2 separate regions of the Mus musculus genome follow, and region 1 is linked to region 2. Evidence: chromatin contacts called from public Hi-C data. All regions are on one chromosome and are shown on one strand. Each heading gives the region's core, a stretch centred on a gene start, on an enhancer-like site or on the middle of the called end of the contact. The rest is flanking DNA. Distances are from core to core; before and after follow the strand shown. Region 1 holds the start of Syt6 (synaptotagmin VI). Region 2 overlaps Gm34049 (a long non-coding RNA gene).

What was found. Hi-C and Micro-C count contacts between places; a contact is called where the count stands out from the background.
Region 1: a contact with region 2 is called in a Hi-C map of cerebellum, with 1.6 times the contacts expected there. The contact joins the promoter of Syt6 here to the enhancer-like site in region 2. A contact is called at or near these places in 8 of 484 Hi-C or Micro-C datasets (the N1E-115 cell line, brain, cerebellum and 4 more), 5 of 115 datasets of contacts at active chromatin or transcription factors (T-cell acute lymphoblastic leukemia, embryonic stem cells and forebrain) and 2 of 9 other capture datasets (embryonic stem cells and pancreatic islet).

The regions. Positions count from the first base shown.
Region 1 is chr3:103,572,830-103,576,721 of GRCm38.p6, reverse strand. Syt6 (synaptotagmin VI) reads right to left here and starts at 1,477. Exons shown (of 8, transcript NM_018800.5): 1 at 1,182-1,477. The coding sequence starts at 1,344.
Region 2 is chr3:103,517,653-103,521,520 of GRCm38.p6, reverse strand. The region is part of intron 1 of Gm34049 (a long non-coding RNA gene); the gene reads right to left. Among named protein-coding and RNA genes, the nearest start is that of Gm34049, 18 kb to the right of the region's middle. Within about 2 kb of position 2,615, at least 7 of the 459 cell types and tissues checked have an H3K27ac peak or open chromatin away from gene starts, as enhancers often do. A contact at or near this core is called in brain, cerebellum and cortical neurons, where this site is marked.

The DNA.
Region 1 (3,892 bases), core at 228-2,727, 56 kb before region 2:
ACTAGGGTCTTGGTCAGGGTCTTGATCGGGGTCTCAGTCGCGGACAAGGTACGGTGAGTCTGCAGAGCCCCAAGGAACTCCAGCGCTTGGGTCTCTGCAGGATCTCCCCACCCCCACGCCGCATTCGCTCCGGGCCGCAGGCTGCCCCCGGGCCCTTCCCTCCGAGGGGACACGACCCATACTTCCTCTGTCCTGTACCCTCCTAATTGCGGGACAAAGGATCCCGCTGCAGCAGGAGAGCTTGGCGGCAAAGACTGGTGCAGCAGGTACATACCCGGGCCGGTCGGCTGTCACGCCGCGGACACTCCCGCGGCTCCCGCCGCCAGGGCGCGACACGCCACCCCTCTTGTCGCGACTCCCGCGAGACGTCGCGGCTGCACGCAGGACCGGGTCCCCGAGGGGCTCGGGCTCAGGACTCACCCGGGCTCAGGAGCTGGACTCGGCTCGGGCTGCCGCCTAGACTTGGCGGCTGCCGGGGTTGCGTCCGGCGCAGGGTCCGCGGGGCCGGGGCAGGAGGTTCCCGCCTGGCAAAGTCGGTGAGAGGCACCGGCTCAGTTGAACACCCGCCCGGAGTCCGAGTGAGTCAGAGAGAGACCGAGGAAGCGAGTTATAGGGGTGCCGGGTGGGGGTGGGGGTACGCCACGACACTCTCCCCACCCCGCCCCCCGTCCCCCCTCCCCCCCGGCGAGACGCAGACAGCCACTCGCTGCTGAGAAACCTGGACACAAAGACCGCGTGCCAGCTGCAGGCGCAAGTTTTTCCCAAGCCCAGTGGCACCGCCAGCCTTTACCCAGTCACTAATGAGCCCTGGATCCTAGATCCTGAACCCTGGACAGCCCCCCACCCCCTGAAACACAGCTTTCCTCCGTGCCCAGGACGTCTCCATTCCCCTCACCCTGGCCAATCGCTCCTGGGATGAGCCCAAGACACAAGGGAAACTGAGGCCCCAAGGATGCCGCATCTCCGGGCTCTCATAATTAGTGACCTGGAAGGAGAAGGGTTCTCTCCTCTCAGGTCCTCTTCGAATCTCTCCCTGCGGGCGGTGAGCCAGGGAACTGACCCAGACTGGGACTCCGAGCTAGACTTCTGAGGTTCTGGGGCCCTTGGGCTGGTACCTTGGGCAGGGGAGGCCACTGAGAAGAGAAATCCAGGAGTGGAGAGGGACCTGGGTCTCCCAGTACCTGAGTCTGCCGCGCTTGGACTCTGCTCCGGGGACTGCAGCTCGAAGCTCCGACAAGTCTCAACGTCCAGCCCGAGAGGGGGCGGCCGGGCCCGGCACAGAGAAGCCAGGACCGCGAGCGCCGCCTGGCACCGAGGCCCTCCGGCCCCCCAAACCCCGCTCATGCCCCGGACACTCAGGCCAGCGGAGTAGTGGCTCGAACTCCAGCCGCGGCCGGACTGGGGCGGGGTAAGAAGGCCCCAAGAAGACCCTCCCCGCAGCGGCCCCCTGAGGCTCCGCTCTGCTTTTAATCACTTCCCCGCAGGGTCCCCGCCCCTCACGTGGCATCCCGCGGCAGCTGGCAAGTCTGGCGCCTCACGGCCGCCCCCTCCACACTCAGGGACTTGCCTGAGTCCGGGCAGGTTCCAACCCCGCTGTCCCACATCATGCAGGATCAAGGCCAACTGAGTCCTCACTGCGGATATGACCTTGGGCCTTTCTGGGACTCAGTTTTCCATTTCGTAAACGAGGTGTAATAATTACTGGTGCTCTATGAGCTCCCTGGGAATATATAGGTAGTGCTTGTGAAAACGTTGGGGAAACTGCCACATGCCAAACAAGTGGGCATCGCAATAACACAACATAAAAAGGAGTGGTCTGACTGTATGGCGGGAGGACCCTGCAAAGAGAGTTAACAGGAGAAGTTAGCCAGACTTTCCGGGTCTGGGCTTCGGAGATATAAGACCCCAAGACGGCAGAGCGAGGGGAACTGTAAAGAAGACTTTCAGAGCCCCGCAATCTTGCGGTCCGAGGCACCCGCACGTTGCTATGGCGACTGGAGGCAGCGGCCGTCTCTCTCCATGGCAACAGGAGGAGAAAGTTTCTGAATAGGAGTGGGGAGCATTTCAGAAAGGGGTTCGGTTCCCACCAGACCCACCTCCACGCATCAGACCAAACCCACCATAAATAATATATTTTTGTATGAAGCATATATAACAAGGACCAAAAAGACGGAAATCTAAATAGGAGGCTAGACTGTAAAAGGAGCTCCCCTCAGGAACTGTGAAGTGAGACTCAGAAGCAGGGTGGCTGTTAGTTTCGGGATGCTTTCACCCAGGCCTGGAAATCTAGGAGCCATTGCTAACAGACAGGAGAGCGACTCCCTTAAGGCCCTATCACAGTAGACTCCCACCCTTCACCTATCATCATTGTGTTGCCTTTCCGAAGTAGGATCTGGGAAAGAAACTTTAGCTGGAGCCCCTGCACCTGCAGCTACGGGGCTGGTGTGTGCAAGTGAGAGTGGTCAGGGAGGAGGGTCCTTCCTCCGAATACACGTTAATTGGAGGTGGCTTGGGCTGCGACTCAGGTTCCAGAGAGAGGAGATTTGGAGCGGTAGCTCCAGACGATCACCACCATGCACCATCTGTACCAGCCGCATCAACTGGCCCTTATAGTTGCAAACACGAGACAGACAGTGCCCAGGGTAGCAAGAGAAAGGCCTCAACCTAAGAGACCTCTTCTCTCAGCCTGGAGGTTCTCCTAACAGGCGCAGTGTCCCTGTCCGCGGTGCTGAAGATTCGGTTGGTATAATCAGCTTGTGCGCGCTGTGTTAGGGAAGAGTGGGGAGGGGCTATTATAGCGGGTTCGCAGCTTCCACCCGGGTCCCTAGAGCCTGCCATAGAGAAGTGTGGGAACTTGAGCGGAAGGGACTGAGGACGGCTTGATCCATGGTTCAATCCAGACCACCTTCCAGGCAGTGGTGCTGGATTGCTGTTCCAACAACAGGTAAGCTTCTGCCTCTCCACTTGCCTTCCACCCACCTGAGGAACCCAGACGCCCGATATCCTCCCCTCCATCACCAATGTAGATTTCAGCCCCGAGGAGAGTTCGGAGTTCCGAGGCCCCAGGCAACACTCTCATTAGCAGCTTCCCAAGCGGGGGTTTTGTGTTTATGTAAAACACAAATGGAGAGCTGCTCTCTGCTGGTGTTTATGGCAACTCTCACTCCGCGGCGATTTCTCCCTCCTCCTCTCGAGTTTCCTGGGAACATTAGCAGAACAAAGCGCCTTGTTTCCCTTTGCAAAGAATGGAAAAACAAAACAAAACAAAAACAAAAACAAAAAACGGGGACCACCTTTCCAAGGGCTCAGGTCTGCGACGCAGGGAAATCAATATTTTGCTTAACACTGAGTAGGGGAATTTGCCTCTCCACTGAAAGGGAAGGAGCCTGTTCGGAGCAGAGCAGGTGGCAGGAGCTGAGAATTAACGGATAATTTCTCATTGTTCCCGGATCCAACCTCCACACTCGGCAGGCAGCTCTGCGTCTCTGGCATTTCTCAAGCTAACAGAGCGAAAGAGGTTCTGCCCTGACAGGGCTGCAGGAAGAAACCTGAGCTCCAGGCTCCTAGGACATTTGGAGTGCCAGAGTAACTGCAGGAAAGAGACAGAGACACTGACAAGAGATAGAAGAGACGAGCACAGAGACAGTGGGTGTAGGAGATAAGAAAAACCAAGTCAGATACCTATAATGGCACACATTCAGAAAGTGACACTAAGAAATATTTTTTTCTTACACTAAGACAAGCTTCATTCTAGCTGTTTTCTTCCTCTTTGCCATCAGCTGCTGATAATACTGTGGTGAGGAGCCAGAATCAAAAACAGAAGAAAACTCTCTTGTGTATCTCTAAGACTCCTTGCCCCACAAGTCCAACCCCTAAACACGTCTAAAAGTAG
Region 2 (3,868 bases), core at 1,366-3,865:
CCATGCCTGCCTGGATGCTGCCATACTTCCACCTTGATGATAATGGACTGAACCTCTGAACCTGTGAGCAAGCCCCAATTAAATGTTGTCCTTTATAAGAGTTGCTGTGGTCACGGTGTCTCTTCACAGCAATAGAAACCCTAACTAAGACAGTATCCAATATTTTGTGTTTCCTTTTGTTTCTATGGTTCTAGAGATCAAACCTCGGGCCCTGTGTATAGCAGGCAATAGCCCTACCACTGAGCTATACCATCAGTTCGTTGTTTCTCTGTGAATAGTCTTAAGTTTCTTAAAGGAAGATTCATGGCCTGAACCTTGTAGCACATGCTTATAAATCCAGCATTCAGGAGGTTGAGGCAGGAGGACTGAGTTTTAGGCCAGCCTGGTCTACATTGCCAGATACTATCTCATCTCCTGGACCCCTCTAACACAAAAGAAAGGAAAGCAAGCGATCATAAACGTCACAGTTCTGACTGAAGCAGTACCAGCCGGATGTTCAGTTCCTCAATGACAGCTCACAGCCTGTAGCTGTTAAAGTCAAGCCCCACTGATAAGCCTCTTCAAAGAGAACTCGTTTGTTTCTTCAACAAACAAACACAGAAGCTTCTCAGATGTTCAGGGAATAGGAACAAACAAGCTGGAGCCCCTGCTCATCTGAGATCTTCCAGACTACAGAGTCTCAGTTACAAAACCACCAGCCCTAGGCAGAGTTTTAAACAGGGGCTTCAACAGGTCACTGGCTCAAGTGCACGCCCTGAGCGGGGAGTAGAACCAGCATCGTCTCTTCTAGATTAGTTCTCCAAAGTATTTGGGGCTGTTATTCCTAGATGCATAGTTTCCCGGCAATTCCATGACTTAGGTAATGCTCATTTGTTCATTTTTCTGCTTAAATCACTACCTTGGAATCCCCCAAGAAAGCAAGAGAGCCCTTTGCCAGGAGGTGCTTCTCCTGGCTCCCTCCATTACACATCACTAGCTTCAGGTTTGGAGTTCCCCATATAAGTACATGTGGTATTCACCTGTGTTGTACCCCTAAACACCAGGAAGGCTGAGAAAGGTCATAGCATCCCTCTGAGATAGGGCATGGTGAGTGATGAAATAGAATTTTCCTGGAAAAGTCCTGGATGATTGAAAAAAATTTAAAAACAAACAAACACACAAACAAACAAAAAAGGTAATGCCACAATGACGTAGGGACACAGGAAGGGACACAGGAAGCACAGCAAGTGCACGCACAGAGCTGGAATGAGTGCTTCAGGAGCAGAGGGAGGTGGAAACAGGGGCCAGAGACCAAAGCCTGACTCCTTAGTCAGGAAGAGCTCTCCAAGGCAAGCCCCACTATTCCCATTACATAAACTAGCCAGCACACTTGAGTACTTGAGTACACAGTGAGTAGTAGAAGCCCAGCCTAGAAACCTTGTTATAATTTGTGCAGAGGGCAGGAAGAGAGAGGAAGGAAGGAGAGGTCGGGGGGAGGGGAAGGGGGAGGGGAGGGGGAGAGGGAGAGGGAGAGCAGCATCTTTCTGATCTTCTTGAATGCCCCCGGATATTTACTATCCCATGGCCTCCAGATGAGCCTAGATCAGCCCTTCCTTGAGTCCACTTGTCCAGTCTTCCTATCAATGCTGAGAACTCAGGACAGATTTCCCTTCTGCTTGGAGGAGTCACACATGGTGGCTCAGAATCAAAGAGTCTTCGTTGCTTTTAAGAGTGGCAGACAGAAGTATCCTTGCAAACTAACCTTCCTCCAGCATTTATGAAGAAAGAATGGGCCGTTGTGGGTAGACGGTGCCTTCCTTGCCTACTGCGAGACAGCTAACTGGATGTCACCTCTCTGGACCTTTGTGATTTGTCAACAGCTTTGGCTGGACTGGATTATACCAGGTGTCCAGTGCCGTGCGGCAAATTCTTAAGTTCTTGTCTTTGCAATGTTTAGTGAATTCTCTCTTATAAATATTCTCATCACGACTTTCAAGCTACCTAACGGCTGACAACCAATCAGCAAAATTCCTAAAGACTTTGCCTGTGTCATCAGGTACAAGCCAGATATGTCATTGTTTAGTCCCTTCTATGGCTGCCTCCCCTGTCTAAAGTGACAAATTGAATATTAATTGAATATTAAGTTTGGGGCTCCAGTTGGGGTTAGGGAGGATATAAGGCAAATGCCCTCCACAACCTGCTGTGGGGATGGCTCCCAGAGATCTCTACGATGAACACGACTTCAATGGTTCACCTGAGTCCCATGCTTTGAGACAACTGGTGTGAGGAGAGAGAATATGAAGCTGGAGTGGGGGAGAAAAAAAAAGAGGTGAGGAGAGAGAGGAGGACTGCGGAGCCAACTGTAACAGGAGCACAGACAGGGCTGGATGTGTTGCAGAAGGAGGGGGGAGGGAGGGAGGGAGGGAGGGAGGGAGGGAGGGAGGGAGGGAGGGAGGGAGGGAGGGAGGGAAGAAGAGACATTCTCATCTAGATGTCAGGCATGGAGCATTTTGCAAGGGCCATGTATGTACCAGAAGACTTTTAATACGATGTGCTGGTGCTGGTGCTGATGCTGGTAGTAATAAGGATGGTGGTGGTGATGGAGGGCAGTGGGCTGTGTTAATCAGTCTTACAGGGCTGGTAGGAAGCAGAGCCATCTGCTGCATATTCTGTACATTACAGAATCTATTTTGCTTCCACTGGCTCTGCTCAGCCAAATTTATATCTGTTTCTGGCTGCAAAATCTGCCTTGTGGTGTTGGACTAAGCCCTGAGCTCGAAGCAGGAAGAGTCCCATGCCAGGGATGTGATCTGTGCTTCCTGAGCCTAGGGCAAGGCTGGATTTGTGAGCCTTCCTAGAATTTGAGCCCTTGCTCCTGAGGGTAGGAACTCAGATGTGTTCCAAACAAATGATTGGAAGTGCTGAAGGAAGTGTGCTCACAGGGCCAACACCTCTGTCTCCTCCCACAGGAGGACACAGATTCAGCCCCAACCTCTCTGCCTTTTCACATCCTTGTTCCCGTCTGTCCATTGCTTCTCAGGCGAAGGACATGATCATATTCATCTCTTCAAGCCACTCAATGGGAGTTGGTACGGTGAATAAATGAACAGTTCAGGCAATGTGGGGAGCCAGCACCTTTAGGCCTAGCCTGGCTGATGAGCTGTAGGGAGAAACTAAAGATGTCCAAACAGCCCGAAATTCATATTTCTAGAAAAGAAAAATAATCTGTTTAAAGTTAAATAATAACTTAATAGGTTTTTTTTAAATCCTCACTAATGCTCTTTATGTTCTTCACCATTCCTCAAAACAAGTCAAACAGACCAAACAAAACAGCTTTCTAGAGAGCCAGAAAGGGGAAGGCAGATGATACTCTCAGAGGCTCTCAGGACAGTGGGACATCTGCCATCTCTTCCTAGTGGTCATCCTTGTTTCTCCCGCAACCATTCCAAGGTGCATGGGCAAAATTTGATTTTCCTGCACCAGAATGTAGAATGCAGACACCTCTCCAACTGTCGAGATCCCAAAGAGTTGAATGCATCTGTCTCAGCTTGCCTGCATTTAAAATCCCTCATTAGAAAGCTTTCCTTCCAGTCAGCTGCCCCAGACAGCACTCGGGGCTTCAGCCCTACCTGCCTGTCTTGCCTCCCCACAGCTCAGCTCAGACAGATGAAATGGTGGATGAAACCTTTCAGTCCACGGGGCAGGGACCTTGTCTTTGTGTCTCATAAAATGTCATGTACACCTGCGGCGCTTTGTAAATAATAAATGGTCATAATAAAGAAGCTGCCTCTTTGGGGTCAGAGCTACATGTTTGCAGAAAAACAGACCCCACTTCATTCCAACCAGGCCTGTCTTGGTCTGACACAGCTGTCACCAAACCCTGCAGATG